Linked DNA regions of Rattus norvegicus: regions 2 and 3 are each linked to region 1. Evidence: chromatin contacts called from public Hi-C data. All regions are on one chromosome and are shown on one strand. The core of a region is the stretch at or near the end of the contact, and the rest is flanking DNA. Distances in the headings are between cores, read along the strand shown.

What was found. A called contact is a pair of places that touch in the nucleus more often than the background predicts.
Region 2: a Hi-C map of the A7r5 cell line shows a contact between it and region 1, with 4 times the contacts expected there. The contact joins the promoter of Ciao2b here to the promoter of Dync1li2 in region 1. A contact is called at or near these places in 3 of 12 Hi-C or Micro-C datasets (the A7r5 cell line, frontal cortex and mammary epithelial cells).
Region 3: a contact with region 1 is called in a Hi-C map of mammary epithelial cells, with 1.6 times the contacts expected there. The contact joins the promoter of Tk2 here to the promoter of Dync1li2 in region 1. A contact is called at or near these places in 2 of 12 Hi-C or Micro-C datasets (frontal cortex and mammary epithelial cells).

Annotation. Positions count from the first base shown.
Region 1 is chr19:536,093-541,160 of GRCr8, reverse strand. It overlaps Dync1li2 (dynein, cytoplasmic 1 light intermediate chain 2), which reads right to left and starts at 2,734. Exons shown (of 13, transcript NM_001398670.1): 1 at 2,610-2,734; 2 at 2,389-2,462; 3 at 350-466. The coding sequence starts at 2,716.
Region 2 is chr19:348,328-353,395 of GRCr8, reverse strand. It overlaps Ciao2b (cytosolic iron-sulfur assembly component 2B), which reads right to left and starts at 2,743. Exons shown (of 5, transcript NM_001144854.1): 1 at 2,558-2,743; 2 at 2,321-2,400; 3 at 1,954-2,079; 4 at 1,531-1,576; 5 at 878-1,132. The coding sequence starts at 2,705. The coding sequence ends at 1,035.
Region 3 is chr19:713,266-718,333 of GRCr8, reverse strand. Tk2 (thymidine kinase 2) reads right to left here and starts at 3,013. Exons shown (of 10, transcript NM_001106166.1): 1 at 2,866-3,013; 2 at 2,101-2,138. The coding sequence starts at 2,998.

The DNA of each region.
Region 1 (5,068 bases), core at 1,485-3,984:
AACGCCAGACTATAAACTGTCTCACAGGAAAAAGACCCAGGCACCAATAACTATTCTCCAGTCCTGGAAACAGCTGAGCATATACAACCTGAAAACTATAAAGGAGTCATTACCAAGTAACAACTCTGAGGGTTCAAGGCCAGCCTAGTCTACATAGTGAGTTCCAGGCCAGCCAGGGCCACAAGAGAACCTGTCTCAAAAACCCAAAACAAAAAAGCAAACTAAAACAGTGAGTAAAGTCTTGCAAAGGACATACATTTCACCCATTCTCTGGGTGTAACAGAAAGCCTGGACATGTAGGAGTCAGAGCCCTACACGTCACCTTTCTAATGGAGGAACAGTCACTCACCATCACGGTCCTCATCATGAACGCTGAGGTAAAGATACTCTAAGCCTCTTCCTTTTTTGCCGTGCTCTGCTCCTTGGAGTTTGGTCATGAGAGTTGTTTTACCAGAACCATCTTCACCTACAAATGACATTTGCAAGAAGACAAAAGTATACTGTATATCACTCTACACGAAGACTGTAGGGTCGTAACATTGACACAGTAAGGGACAACCAAGCAAGCCTGCTAAAGTCTCTCTTACTGGCTCCCATGAACAAAGGAGACCTGCTTTTAAGAGCGACTGGCAGAGGGGTTGGGGATTTAGCTCAGTGGTAGAGCGCTTGCCTAGCAAGCGCAAGGCCCTGGGTTCGGTCCCCGGCTCCAAAAAAAAAAAAAAAAAGAGCCACTGGCAGAGGCACCCAACCCAAGATCCCAAACGATCCCTCTGCTACAATTCTCCTCACTTCGAGAGGGAAGGAATACAGCAAACCCAACAGTTCTACCTACGTTTTCTAAGACAAACATCTAGGGAAGTGAAAGTCAGAGATGGGCACAAAATAAATACATCTTTGCCACAGCAAAAGCAAGAATTCTGTGAAACACAACTAACCCCCAAAGTCTAGGAACACTGAAATAAAAATCTGGTTCTGTCTCAAGTCATGATGCTTATGTTAATTACACATATTTGCTTTGCAGAACAACTTCATAAGCATCCTAAAGGCTTGGAAACTGGGGAAAAAGAACTACTGACCTAAGTGAAAGTCCTAAGTACAGTCTCAGTAGCAAGTGTTTTCTCATCTCTCTAGGACTATCCATAGCCAACACCCTCCCCTTCCAAGACAACCTCAAACACGAACTAGAATCATTACCAAACATCACTGGACATCCTCAGATTCAATACTACGGAATTCAAGAACATATGAAATGAAAGGCAGTCCACAAAGATCCTCCCCTACAATGCTCACCTTTTTCACACTGGCCACAGTCCACCTGAACCACACAGGGTGCTTGTCAGTCTGACTTCAGCTCCTGCTCATTCTGATCTAGCTGACCCAACAAAGCCTGAATTACTTCTCTAAATCACAAATCTGGCTAAAACCTACCACACTAGCCATCACTTGGATGAGAGAAACAGACGGACAAGGGTGGAGGAAGATAAAATCTGAAAATCAGGAGTCTCCAGGAAAGATGATTAGTCCTTCAGACCTTCATGATCTGACCTCATCTTATCCTCTTTTGCAAAATAACTTCTAACGGTGTCCAAATGCTTCACCCTGTTATCTCCATGTGCTTGTACCTAGACAATTACCCTTCAAAACACCTGATCCCACAAATTCTCTCTCAACACATCAGTGTGATGCGCCCACAATAGTCTGCTCTTGATGCAACCACGCACACATCTGCCTCTGCTAGAATGGGATTCTTGCAGTGTGTCTAAGACTGTACCGTCCCATTGCTCAGTCCTCTGCTCCCACTCCACAAACAGCGTTGCAGGTGAATGCATATAATCCCTTTCATTGGTAGGAGATAACTGAAGCCGAAGAGGTTAAATGACTGACGGGACAACCTAGCAGTGAGGGCAGGATTCATGCAAGAAAGTTCCTGGGACTGACTTCCAAGCTCTGCTGCCTGCTCAAGAGGACTTTCGTACATCTATCTCCTCAGTTCCCAGTACAGGTAACCTAGTTCCCCCCCCATCTTCTCCATCTGGCCTGCACATCCTCTTTTTTTTTTTTTTTTTTTTTTTTTTTATTTCTCCACATCCTCAACTTGGTGAGCACAAGGCTAACCGATAAACCGAGTTAAGGCTGAAGGCTCAGCCAAACGACTAAAGGAATGTGCCACAAGCCCACACCACATCACTGGACTCCAAAGAGAGATGCATTTAGGGGGTCAGTAGAGGTGTGAGCTTGGAGACTCTCTGGCTACCCTGTTAAGAGTCCAGCGTGCCCTCCTGGGCAGGCAAGCGCAAGCTGGCAGTAAGGGTGGAGAAGGCTGGGAACCTATGGGAGGGGTGCCGCCTGACCCACCCCTGAGCCCCAGGGTAGTACCCTGCTGCTCACCGAACACCAGAATGTTCTTGCCGGACGGCAGCTTGGACCTGGCGCGGGTGGACACTTCGCTCAAGATCGAAGACCTGCAGCGACAATGACAAGAGTGGTCAGAGCGGGACCGCCTTAGACTGCTCGGCCCACGACTGCCCGTCAATGTCTGCCCACGGTCCTGCCCGCTCCGGCCCGCTCCCGGTCTGGCCGCACCATTTGAGACTCTATACGCTCCTCACCATAGACTCTGGCCTTCCTCCTCTTCACTGGTCAGGTCGCCGGCAGCCGCCACTGCGGGCCCGTTGGGACCCAGCAGCAGCTTCTTCTCCACCCCCACCGGCGCCATCTTGCCAACTGCAGCCACAAAGAGGGCCCTCCCCCGGGCCCGCCGAGGACCCGCAAGGACCCCGGCAGGGCCGCGCTGCCCGCCCGCAACGCCGCAGAAGCTTCGTTATCCAGCGCGTCCCGACGGGCCAGCTATGTCCGCGTGCACCTGCGGGTCACGGGATCGCCGCAACTAGGGACGTTGCTCGGTCAGGCAGACAGGCGGACAGCCTTACGCGGGAGGTGGAGCCGCGGGCGCCACCAGATCGAGGGCGCGCTGGCGACGCCTGCAGGGTAGGCCGAGACGCGGCAAGCCCAAGCTTTTGGAATGAACTCAAGCTAGACAACCTATTTGTAAGCGATCTCACTGAATCTTGCTTCACTCTTAAAAAATGAGGTGAGGAAACCACAGCTCAGAAGTTTAAAAGAAAATGGCCTGAGAATGAACGAAGATTCACCGAAAAAAAAAGTGACTGGACATAGATTTGCATGCCTTTCATGCCAGCAACTATAAGCAGCAGCTGGTGGTAGTGGTAGGGTCAGAAATTCAAGGTCTTAAACTACTTGACAAGTTTAAGTTGAGCATGAGCTATGTGAGACCCTTTTTCAAAGAAATTAATTTAAAAATGGTTGGATGCTGGCACACGCCTTTCAGGAGGCAGAGGCAGGAGGATCTCTATAAATTTGAAGCCATCCTGGTCTACATAGCAAGTTCCAGGGTAGCCAAGGCTACATAGTGAGACCCTGTGTGCTGGCTAGTTTTGTGTGTCAATTAGAGTCATCGGAGAAGGAGCCTCAATTGAGGAAATGCCTCCATGAGATCCAGCATTCTCTCAATTACTGATCAATTGTGGGTGGTGCCATACCTGGCCTGAGCAAGTCAGTAAGCAGCACCACTCCATGACCTCTGCATCAGCTTCTGCCCCCAGGTTTTAGCCCTGCTTGAGATCCTGTCCTGACTTCCTCCAATGATGGATTATGATCTGGAAATGTAAGCTGAAATAAATCATTTCCTTTACAACTTGCTTTTTTTTTTTTGTCATGGTATTTCATCACAGCAATAAATAACCCAAGACCCAGTTCTAAAGGTAGTATCTTGCCACTTCCAGTCATTATTCTTTTTTATTTTTATTTACTTCTATTCAATGTGTATAGGTGCTTTGTCTGCATGCACATCTGTACACTATGTGTATGCAGTGCGGGTGGAGGGCAGAAGAGGGTGTCTGACCCCCTTGTAACTGGAATTGCAGATGGTTGTGAGCTGTCATGTGGGGTACTGGGAATTGAACCCAGGTCCTTTCGAAGAATAGTTAGTGCTCTTAACACTGAGCCATCTCTTTAGCGATGTTCATTAAACTATTATATGATAATGAACTTGGTTGAGTTCTCGAGATGCTCATTGAAAGTTTATCACAAATGCTCAGAATGGTGTTTTTCATCTCCTCCTCTGTAGACTTCATTAACTGTGAATGATTTTTACCACCATAGTTAACAATTCTTGGCTTTGCTTCATCAGTTTGTTGTTGTTTTTTTCAGACAGGATTTCTCTGTATAGTCCTCGCTGTCCTGGAACTCACTCTGTAGGCCAGGCTAGCCTCATACTCAGAGATCTGCTTGCCTTTGCCTCTGGAGTGCTGGAGTGCCACCAGTGCCCTGCAAGGTTTTTGTTTTTTTGTTTTTTTTAATGGTATTTTTCAGAGAGTCGTTATTTCACAGCAGAACAAGAAGCTGTGACTGCTTTTCTTTAGTGAAGAAGGTAGTGGGGGGAGACTAGATGTAAAGGGGGAGAAGAAATGGAGAAAAGGAAGATAGGCTTATGTTTATCAGGGGTAACTTTAGGTATGGTCTCTGCCTGAGAACTCCTCATGCTGTTCTCTAAGGATCAGGGCAACTATACAAGGCATTGATAAATATCAAAGGAAATGGGGCAGGGCACGGAAAGCAATCACCTAAGGAGGTCTCAGTTAAAAAGATAGTGATTCTGGCTCAGCCAAAACTTAACAGCATAAATTACTGGATCCAACAATGGGCATGTAGTTCACCAACTTGAATGTAAATTAGAAAACGGGAGGGAGGAGCAGGCACTGTTGGACATCATCAAAGGATAAGCAGAAGATGAGTCTTTACAGGACACTAAAGTTGAAAACTCTAGGCCAGTGAACTAAATCCCCACCAGGACCACCAGCTAGGGATGGCACCACACACAATGGGCTGGGCCCTTCCCCATTGACCACTAATTGAGAAAATGCCTTAGCATTTTGTCCATGGATCTCATGCAGGTATTTCCCTCAAGAGACCCCTTCCTCTCTGTCTAGTTAACACAAATTCTCTAATGTGATCTGTTGCAAAAAGGAGAAAATGGCACCAGATACAA
Region 2 (5,068 bases), core at 1,494-3,993, 190 kb after region 1:
ATTTCTAGTCCCCCACTCTCTCTGCCTCCAGCTTGTAGATTGGGACGTGAGCTCTCAGCTGTTGCTGCCACCATGTCATTGCTCTGCCATCATGAACACTAGCCCTCTGAAACTGTAAGCCCTAAACCAAACATTTCCTAAGCTGCCTTTGTCATGGTGTCTTACCACAACAGAAAAGAAACTAAGACAACAACAGACTTACATCAATTTAGGGCATGGTTCTTTAAAGCGAAGGGTCACATTTCTGGAGATCCCTCTAGAAGCAGTTCTTAAACACATATAAACAAGGCCAGGGTCACAACAGGTCAGCTGAATCTATAGACTTCAATTCTTTGGGGGCTTGGCTATCCAGGTATATGTATCTAATTCTTCAGATTTTTTATTTTTAACATTTGCAACTTTTGGTAAGTGAAACATTGGAAGGGCTAAAAGATAATTTAAAAAACTTTTTGGGGAGGGGGCAAGATTTCCCTATAGTGCCTTGGCTATCCAGAAACTCTATGTAGACCAGGCTGCCTGCCTCAATCTCCTGAGTGCTGGGACTAAAAGTGTGTACCACCACACCCAGCTTGCCGACTTATTTTGTGTGTATAATTATTTGCTTATACCTATGTGTACATGTGTGCTCCCGGTGCCTATGGAGACCCGAATAGGTTGTTAGATCCCATGGAACTGAAGTTATAGATGGTTGTAAGCCTCCATATGGGTGCAGGGAATCTAACCCAGGTCTTTAAGAGCAGTAAGTGCTTTTAACTGGTGAGCCATGATCTTTCCAGCCCCACTGGGAGGAATTAGAAGCGATGAGGGCACCTCACAGACCTACCTAAGCACACACTCCCCACCCCACAACCGCAAATAAGTCCACTATGAGAGATACTAAGGCATGCTGGGAAATGAATATAAATTAAGGGTTTATTACAAAATAAAAAGTGTTAAGTTTCTCCTTGTCAGTGATTCAAGAAAACAAAGCCAGAAGCCTTTTGTGGAGCCGAAGCCAGGACCTCTGTGTGCAGGCTGGTGGTCAAAAGCCAGGCTCATGAGCGGGCAGACAGACACTGATTAACGACCTCTAGCAGGTGGGTATTCTCCAGGGCAGCTGCCACTCGCTCCTTATCTGCAAGTTGTTTGTTCACTAGGTGGGAAAAGAAGGGTGGAAAAACAGGGTTAAAACAACTCGGCCAGGCTGCTAGCCCCAGTATAGATTATATTTCTACCGATGAGGTTCTCTTCTGACGTCTCAGGACTCCAAGCCTGGATCAGGATATATTTACTGCCTGTGCCATAACTAGCTTCTTCACTAGGAATACCTGTCACGGCCAGGGACTGCTCATTCCGTCTCTGTCCCTGTGTACTTGAGAACTTCGGGAGGGAGGGTCATGGGAAGCAGGAGATTTAAGTCAGGCCAGCTTTGGTCTAGACTGTAGTCTGGCCATTTCATTCACTTAGTACCCTAGTCCTAATCTTGCCCCATACACTGCTGTGGCAATGGGGAGGCCTCCCACAGTTTGGGCCCCACCAGCCCACTCTAACCTGCATGCTCTGAGGCGTGGGTGCCCGGCGTAATGTGCACATCCATCTGCAGGAAACACAACGTGGGCATGAGCGCTTACTCACCTGTCCATATCTTTTGGACACCATCTTCCTCCCAGTCACACCTCTTCATTCTGGCTCTTCTGTCCCACCCCGAGCCCACCTGCAGTCAATCCATTTTTAGCTCAGGCCCTAGTCAGCGACTATTTAAACGTTTTCCAGTGCCTGCATCAAGCCCAGCCACAGCTCCCTGCCGCCCTTTCTACCACGCTTCTATTTTCTGGTGTATTTCCAATATCCTTGTCACATCGACTTGGAGTTTCCTCGAAGTTCAACTCTGTGAGTTTGGATCCTTCCAATCTCCACTCTGATGTCCCCGCTCCCCAGTAGCTGTTTCACCTTTGGGGATCGACTCCAACTGACCTTGAACCGCTGGGGAAGGGATCGCAGAAGCTTGACTTTGATAGAAAGGCCTATAAGTGTGGCCATGCTGCAGTGAGGGATGGTGGGTGTGAAGGCCACTGCTACTGTGCTCTCCGGGTCGCTAACCTGGATGGATAAGGGAGATCAGACCGCAATGATCACACGACCGGCCCTAGACCAAAGACACTCTCTTTAGTTTACTGACTTGGGCAAATCACCCATTTTTTACGGGCTCCATAAACATGAACATTCGTAAACTAGAAAAACAACCACCCCTCCCAAAGATCCTCTTATGTGCTTGTGAACGGAGAACACCAGCCTCTGATCTACAATGGTACCTTTTTGATTACTTGAGCAAACTACTCACCTGAATTCGAACCTGCTCTACTACGTTCAATTCCTCCAGTGTCAGTGGATGCTCCGGGTCATTAATGGAGCGAATAAGATGTGCCAAGTGAAGGAAAAGGAACTCTAAGTTTTGGCCCAGTTAAAATCTCTGCGGGCTCGCCTAACCCGGACACCCTTCCACCAGCGTGTTGCACATCACTTCTTCCCGATACGCCAAGCCCCCACTGTCCCACCAGCGCCCAGCAGCGACGGATATCGAAGATCTCCCGGGCATCGATGCTGTCCGGCACTTCCTCATCTTCTTCACCCGCCGTCACCGGCCGCTCCCCCGATCGCTCATAGATGAGGGGGTTAGCATTCTCTAGGAGCCCGCCGCCGCCGCCGCCGCCACCACCGCCCACCATCCCGGAACCGCAGTTCCCACAACCCCCTGGTGGTGTGTACTTCCGCTCCTACGGCGCACTTCCTGGGAACGAGAAGAAGGCGTGGTGTGGCTACGGGGTAGCGCAAGGGACATGCCACACTCCCGGGATCCAGCGGGTAGTCCGCTAGAAGCGTTGTGTTTGTCGTGCAGGCTACTCCAAAGGCGGGAAAATGCTGGTAGCTTTGGCCAGGGCATCTGAAGGGTCTCCCGCGGTTCTTAGCCGTGTGATCCTGTTGTGGGCGGGAACGCAGGAAGCCAACACCATTTGACAAGGGCACTTTGAGATTGAACCCACACGACCTTTTTCAGGACCTTTTTTTCCTGGGCTGAAAGGGCATTCGGACGCTCAAGCTCGCTGTCTGCTGTCGTGGAACCGCAGATCAGATAACACGCTGTTTTTCCCTAGTAGGGATAGGCAGCACTAGTTACATGCATGTTAAGTAGAGAAGCGGTCCTAAATTCTACTGAAAAAGAAAGGCCTACGGGGCATGGGTGTCATTAAAAAACGTCATATTCACGAGTCTGGGAGGACCGATGTAGCCTCTCTGACCAGGAACTAAAATAGATAAGATGTGTATACTTGAAGGTGGATCCCCTAAACTATGAGTCCTGAAAGCAAAAAGGAGTTATAGGGAATAAAGTCTTCCCCCCACCCCCAACTCTCCTCTCCCCTCATAAATACACGTGCAGTTCTCCTCACCCAGATCAAATTCCCTGAAGGTGGGCTCTATTCTCCATCTGGGTCCTGAGTGTGTACTCAGTTATAGGTTTCTGCATTATTCTTTCCAGTCAATCTCCTACCATGGGAATGTGTTACAGGGGCAGTTAACACAGCGAGCCAAGACTTAAGAGAAAAGTTCTCGATGTCTTAAAAGGTCCATTGCTGTCCCCTCCTTGCTGGTCAGAGGCTCACTGCAACATACTCAGTACTGCTGTCCTGCAGGAAAGACATTACCAGGCACACCCTGTGCCCAGCCTACCAGCTGTCCAAACCAAACTTCTGGAGGAGGCCTTGATATGTATGTATTCTGTTGCTGTCTGAGAAACACAGCATACCTAGACACAAACCAAGATTCTGAAGACAATGTGTCCAGGCAGACTTTACGGCTGTTTAAATGCTATGGTATGTGGGCTCTTGAATCTCTTCTTCCCACTGCAGGATGAGACTCTTGAAGGGGACAGGGACCTGGTAAAAATTACACAATTGTGTAGAATCAGAGGCTGAGACTGGAAGTGAGGAGGCACCACGGAGGAGAGGGTAGTTGACTGTGTGGGAATAGTGCACCTACCCAATGAACTTCTAACCATAGGACCTCTATGTAGCATTAGGAGGGTCAGATATTTCTGAGGACACCCAACACACGATCCAGTTCAGCATAAAGAGCTCTGAGGGGTGTTGGTCTTGGAGGTTAGAAACCTCTAGGTGGTGGTTGGGACGTGGTCATGTGAGTGGCTGTGGGTGTGATTGTGGTTGTAGCTGTCCCTTACCACAGGATAATAATGACAATAAGTCCTTCCCTCTGGCATTTGGTTCGGAATGTTCCCTTCATCACTGGTCAATGAAAAGGTCTTCCTTGCCCAGGGAGATACAGAAACTCCTACCTCATATCCCACACACACAGTAGAAGGCCCCTGTGTTCTGTTCCCCACATACTTCACCTGGACCTGGGGCAAAGGCACAGCTTGGCTTCCTTGGTGAAGGGGATATGTCAGGCAGTCTGTAGGTCCTATTAGTAGCTCAGCTGTGCATCCCCTTGAGGTTTCTCGCCTCAGGGATCCTAATGTGGTCCATAATGATCTCCAACTAGGCTAGTTGAATCTGATCTGCCCTGAGGAGGCAGCATTTACTTTATCCCATAGCCCCTCCCTACCAGACTGTCTCATTTCCCTGCTGTCAGCCAGGCTATGGAAGGCCCCGAATGCCTTAGCAGGCAGAAACATCATTCTTGGCATGAGTGATGTCATGTCCAGCTTGTGAGTCTAGAGAACGGGAAATATGCAATGTGATTCCCACAGTTCTTTCTGTAGATCAGGAGAGGCAGAAATGGTGGAAGACAGACTTGTGCCATTGGGACCAGCACATGTGGCCCATTGCTGGATTGAATGATGGCAGCAGTTCCCGAGGGGTAAAACCAGTGTTTGGAAACAAGAGTACCTTGACAAGGCTGACCTAAAGGTCACAAGGAGGTAGCAACACCCACCACTGCGGCAACAGCTATTAGAACAAACTCAACTCAGTCAGTCCAATCATGACCCACAACATGGGGGTAGGGGTATGTTGAGTAAAGCGTCTTTCATCTGAGTGGTATGCCCAGCTACCTCTAGGGCTCCTCTGGTTTATCC
Region 3 (5,068 bases), core at 1,764-4,263, 180 kb before region 1:
GCACTTAAGCTAGACATCACTCTATAGCTGATATTTCTTTCCTGTTCACTACAAAGACGCCATTGCTGTTCAGACTGTTTGAAACACTTGCCCCTACTCCCACCATGAAATCCTCAAGAGGGATGGTAAGTGTAGACTTCAAATGTGCTCAGCCTCTTCTCCACCCTTCACCACAGAGCAAGCAACATATAAATGAGAACACAAGAGGAAAAAAGGATAGTCTGGCAAAGGAAGGCTTCCAATTTTTTTCTTTTTTAATGGGGGTTCACTATGTAATCCAGACTGGCCTGGAACTTGTAATCCTCCTATTTCAGCTTCCTGAATAGAATTACAGGCATATACCACCATATTCAGCCCAGATCCTTCTTTTGTGAGTGTATATGTGTGGGCACATGTGTGCACTCATGCGTATGCATGCAAAAAACAGACTCCAGGTATCTTCCTTGAGCATTCTCAACCTTATTTTTTAAGGCTAGCATGGAATTCTCCTGTCTCTGTCCCACCCACCCCCCCCCACAGGGGTGACAGGCACATGCTTTGCTTTTTATGCAAGGGTTGGGGGTCCAAACTTGGGTCCCCATGCTTATGTAACAAGCACGTTACCCGCTAAGCCACTCCACCAACCTCTGCCTGACATCTAAAAATATTTTGAGTGGTGTCTGCCCACAGAAGTTTAAGTCATCACATAGAAAATATCACCCACAAACTCAATGCAAAGGTAACACCATTGTCTTTTGACCTATCCCTCATTTTTGACTCTTTCAATTGCTGGCTGGAGGCCTACTATGTGGCTAGCACTTCATATGGAAAATCTGGTCCCACCCTCCACAGTGTTCACAGTAAATGTGAGGGTAGCAAAGAAAATAACAGACGATTGCAGAGGTAGGAGGATGTGCTGCCGAAGTATGCAGACAGCTTGGCCCAAAGTTCTGTGTCTGTGCTGCAACTCAGCCCACTTTCCTTGAGACAGGGTCTAATTTCCAGCCACTGTGACTGGTGTGGATGAGCACCTTTCTCTGGAGCTGGGAATGGAACTTATCTGATGCTTGCTAAGCACACACTACTGACTGAAATCCACCCCTACTCTCATTTTCACTTTTAGTTATCTGAGACAGAGTTGGGTTGGAGAGATGGCATGTTCTCCAATGTATGCCTGTTGTCCATGAAGACCAGAAAAGGGGGTGGGAAAGTGGGATTCAGATCCCTTAGAATTTGAATTAAACAGTTTGTGGGCTGTCATGTGTGTGCTAGGAACAAAAACCTGAATCTTCTGTAAAATCAATGAGAGCTCTTAACTGCTGAACCATTTCTCCAGCCTTGAAGACCAAGCCTCCTCTCCCTGTGACGTCACTCCTCCTTTCCTGGGTCATTTCATCCTCCTGACTACCCCCACTGACCCCCAGGAGGGGCAAAGGGGGGGGCACACCTTCTACCCTCCAGAGGCATCAGGTACTCCAGCTACCTTTTCCCAAGCCATTCGAGCTACAGGCTTTCAGTTCCCTTACAGAAATGAGCCCCTGACCACTTGTAGTGACACACACCCAAAATCCCAGCATTCAGGGGTTGAAGAAGGAACACAAGTTTAAGGTACATGGCAAGATGATCTCAAAGGAAGAAACAGAACCCTTGGGCTGATGGTAACCAAAATATTGCCTCAACATTTAAACCTGTCCAACGTGCACTTCCTCTGACCTTCGACCTCATAGCCCTACCCCCAGAGCCCACCTTGTGGACCCTCATGGATTCTCTGGTCTCCTCTAGACAGCAAAAGGTAATGGGAACACTTCCCCCCCCCTCCCGCCCCCATCTGGGCAGGGCAATCGGCAGTGAAGCAAATAGGGACATTTTAAAACTGTTGACATTACTCAATCAGCATCTTCTGTAGTTCACACATACCGGAAGAAGAGTACTACCTGAACGCCCCACTCCCACCTGTACACGACAGAAATGGCTAACAGTGGTGGGATCTGGGGAGAGGGCCTGGGGCCACAAGAAGGAAGAGAAACCTTATCCCTGGATATCGTCTGGAGTTTGTTTTCTCACTGTGTATCGAACACTGTTTGGCTCGTAGCTGGAGAAGGCATGCAGAGAGAAACTTACCACTGCTTTTTTCTCCTTATCTTTTTCTCTATCTTTATCTAAAAGAAAAGAAAAGACATCGATGTTTCAATTACTCACTCTGCTCTGTGCTGGTAAATGACCAGATTCTGTATGCTTGCTCCTTGGCTTATGTTTACCATTCTTAGAACTCTCTACGGTTGGGTCCTGTATGTGACACTGTATAATGGCAGGCTGGGTCTAGGTCCACTTGTGCTTGCTTACTTCCCTTCGCTTGGTACATTCTACTTTCCGTTTCACCTGGATTGTGTGCTTAGGGTCGTCACAGTGCACACAAGAATAACCTACACTCGAGAGATTCCGAGGGGTGGGTTTAGACTTAGGGCTGGGACCCAGGCTGTCTGTTCTCTAGGCCAAGGCTGGCAACACTGCCAACCCACCTGGCAGCAGCCCGAGACCAATGAAAGCCATGCCACCTGGTTTCTATTTCAGAAGAGAGAGATCCGCACTGCCAGCAAGAGTAGGAGAAAGTCAGAAGCCTGGATTCGCCCTCTGGGTCCGCAGACACCTGCATCCACTGAGAGCTGATTAAATACAGCCTGTGCCCTAACTAGCCACCTCCCCAGGCTTAAAGAATCTGAACAAAAAAAGGGGGGGGGGCGTCGAGAAGCCGCGTTTGGGCCCCACCTAGTGCGGGTCCAGACAGTTCTTTGGGCTCCACAGTCCCCAGGCCCTTCCTAGGGACTAGCAGGTGAGGGGGCGGGGTCCAGCGGCGCCCCTACGAGGTGGCACAAAAGTACTAGTTACCCGGAGGACAGGCGCGGCGAGGTGCCCACAGCGGCCCAGCGCCCGAATCGAGACTCCCGGGGCTCCCTGAGCTCCCCGGGCCCATGCTGCGTAGCGACCGGGCAGCCCAGCTACGGAGCGACCGCAGCAGCATTGCTTCTGGTTCATGTGCAAGTCCCACTTCCTTCCGGTGCGTCCTGGAGCCCCGCCCCACCCCTCGCCAGGTCCCGCCCCACCCCTCGCCAGGCCCCGCCCCTTAAGGGGTCCGCTAGTATTTCTCCCTCTAGACTATGCGGAAGAGATTCAAAGTCAGGATTGTCCTGCTAACAGACAGCAGAATGGCCCTGACCCAAGTAGACTTAGAGACTCGATTGCTAATAATGCCGGGGGGAGGGTGAGGCGGGGGGCCAAAGGGGGGTGGATCTCTTTGGTTCCTTAGTATATCTGATTACTTCCTAGGTTGCCGCCCCCATCCACACCTAGCCCCACCTATTCAGAGGTCCTGTATTTTCATTCTAAGGACTCTGCAAGTAAACCTTGTCAACTTGGGAACATTTTTCAAGCTTGTCCTTGAACTTTAAAGGTCCCTCGGTTTAATTCCCATCATCACAAAAAGCAGTGTGAGGGACACAGGTGAGAGGGAATGAAAGCTGTTGTTTCCCAAGCCCACAGTCTTTGGCAACGTTTGGACTTTAATGTTGGATCCCTCGGGAGAACGTAACGAGTATCTCTACTGAATGGACCAAAAGGGTTAAGAAAAAAGCATGTTAGCCCCACGCGTAAGCAGGGAGCAAAAATAAACCCGGATTAAGTGCAGCTTGGGTAACTATAATTCACGCATTCAAGACCAATAAACCCGGATGTTGCCACCTTGACTGTATATGGGCAGTTACAATGTGTGAGTAGAGAAGTTTTCCACTACTTCCAGGTGGCAAGATGCTGGCAGTCATCTTGGGCATGAAGAAGAGAGACATTTTCAAGTTTTTGCTTTTAGATCTGTAACCAGAAGCCATCACCCCAACAGAGCTTCCTGTTTACTTACCAGGCATCTAGCAAAGGCAAATCTAATCTTCAAAATCAAAGTCAACCTTTTTTTTTTTTTTTTTTTTTTTTTTTTTTTTTGTGAGCATCTTAGGGTGAGGTTGTTGGTAACTGCTGATCAGATTCAGCAGAATAAACTGGTCCTAGATGGGCAGGGTCCAAAGAGGTCGAAATGGACTGGGTCGGTGTACTAGTTAGTTCTTATCAACGCAACACAAACTAGAAACACCTCAGGAAAGGGAACCTCAGCTGAGAAATTGGCTGTGTCAGATTGACCTGTGGGCATGTCTCTGGGGCGTCTTCTTGTTGCTAATGGATGAAGGAGGGCCTCCTCACTATGGGCAGTACTGTCCCTGGGCAGGTGAGCTGAGGGTATTTATGAAAGAGCAAGACAGAGAACTGAAGCCAGTAAACACTGATAGTTCTTCCATGTCTCTGCTTCGGCTTCTACCTCAGGTTCTAGCCTTGAGTTCCTGTTTTGCCTTCCCTTGGCTATTATAGGCTGTAGCCTGTAAGCCAAATAACCCTTTATTCCCCCAAGATGCTTTTGGTTAGTGTTTGTTTTATCACACAGAAGCAAACTTGGACAGGTGGTTATGCAAGTACCTAAGAGAATTCACAAGACTTAACTCACATAACGGAAGTGACACATACTTCCTGTGTCTGAAATGAAGTGCTCCGAGATGGTGTAGTCCTGGCTACACTGGAGCCCTTTAGAAACTGTGAGACAGCTAAGAGCAGTGGGAGGCAAAAAGTGCTCCAGAGACAGACAGTCTTGCACATTCTAAGAGCAAGGACAGACTATAAGCCATAAGTTCAGGCTCTATATTCTATAACTATTGATGAGCACCCCAGACTCTGCAAGCAGAGAAGCAGACAGATCCTTGCTTTTAGAATTTATATTTTTATTTTAATTGATACATAATTGTACACATTTACAAGATACCATGTAATATTTTGTTCCATGTGCACATTGTGTGATATTCACATCAGGATTCACATCAGTCTGTCTCTTCAGAATAATTTCTGTGCTGAAGACGTTCAAATTCCTTTCTTGTAGCTTTTTTAATTTTAAATAAAGTAATATGTTCTCATTATTCATAGTCAATCAGAGTAACAGAACATTGGGACTTCTCTTGCCTAAGTCTAACTTTCTACCAGTGAATATCAGTTTTCCTGGGGG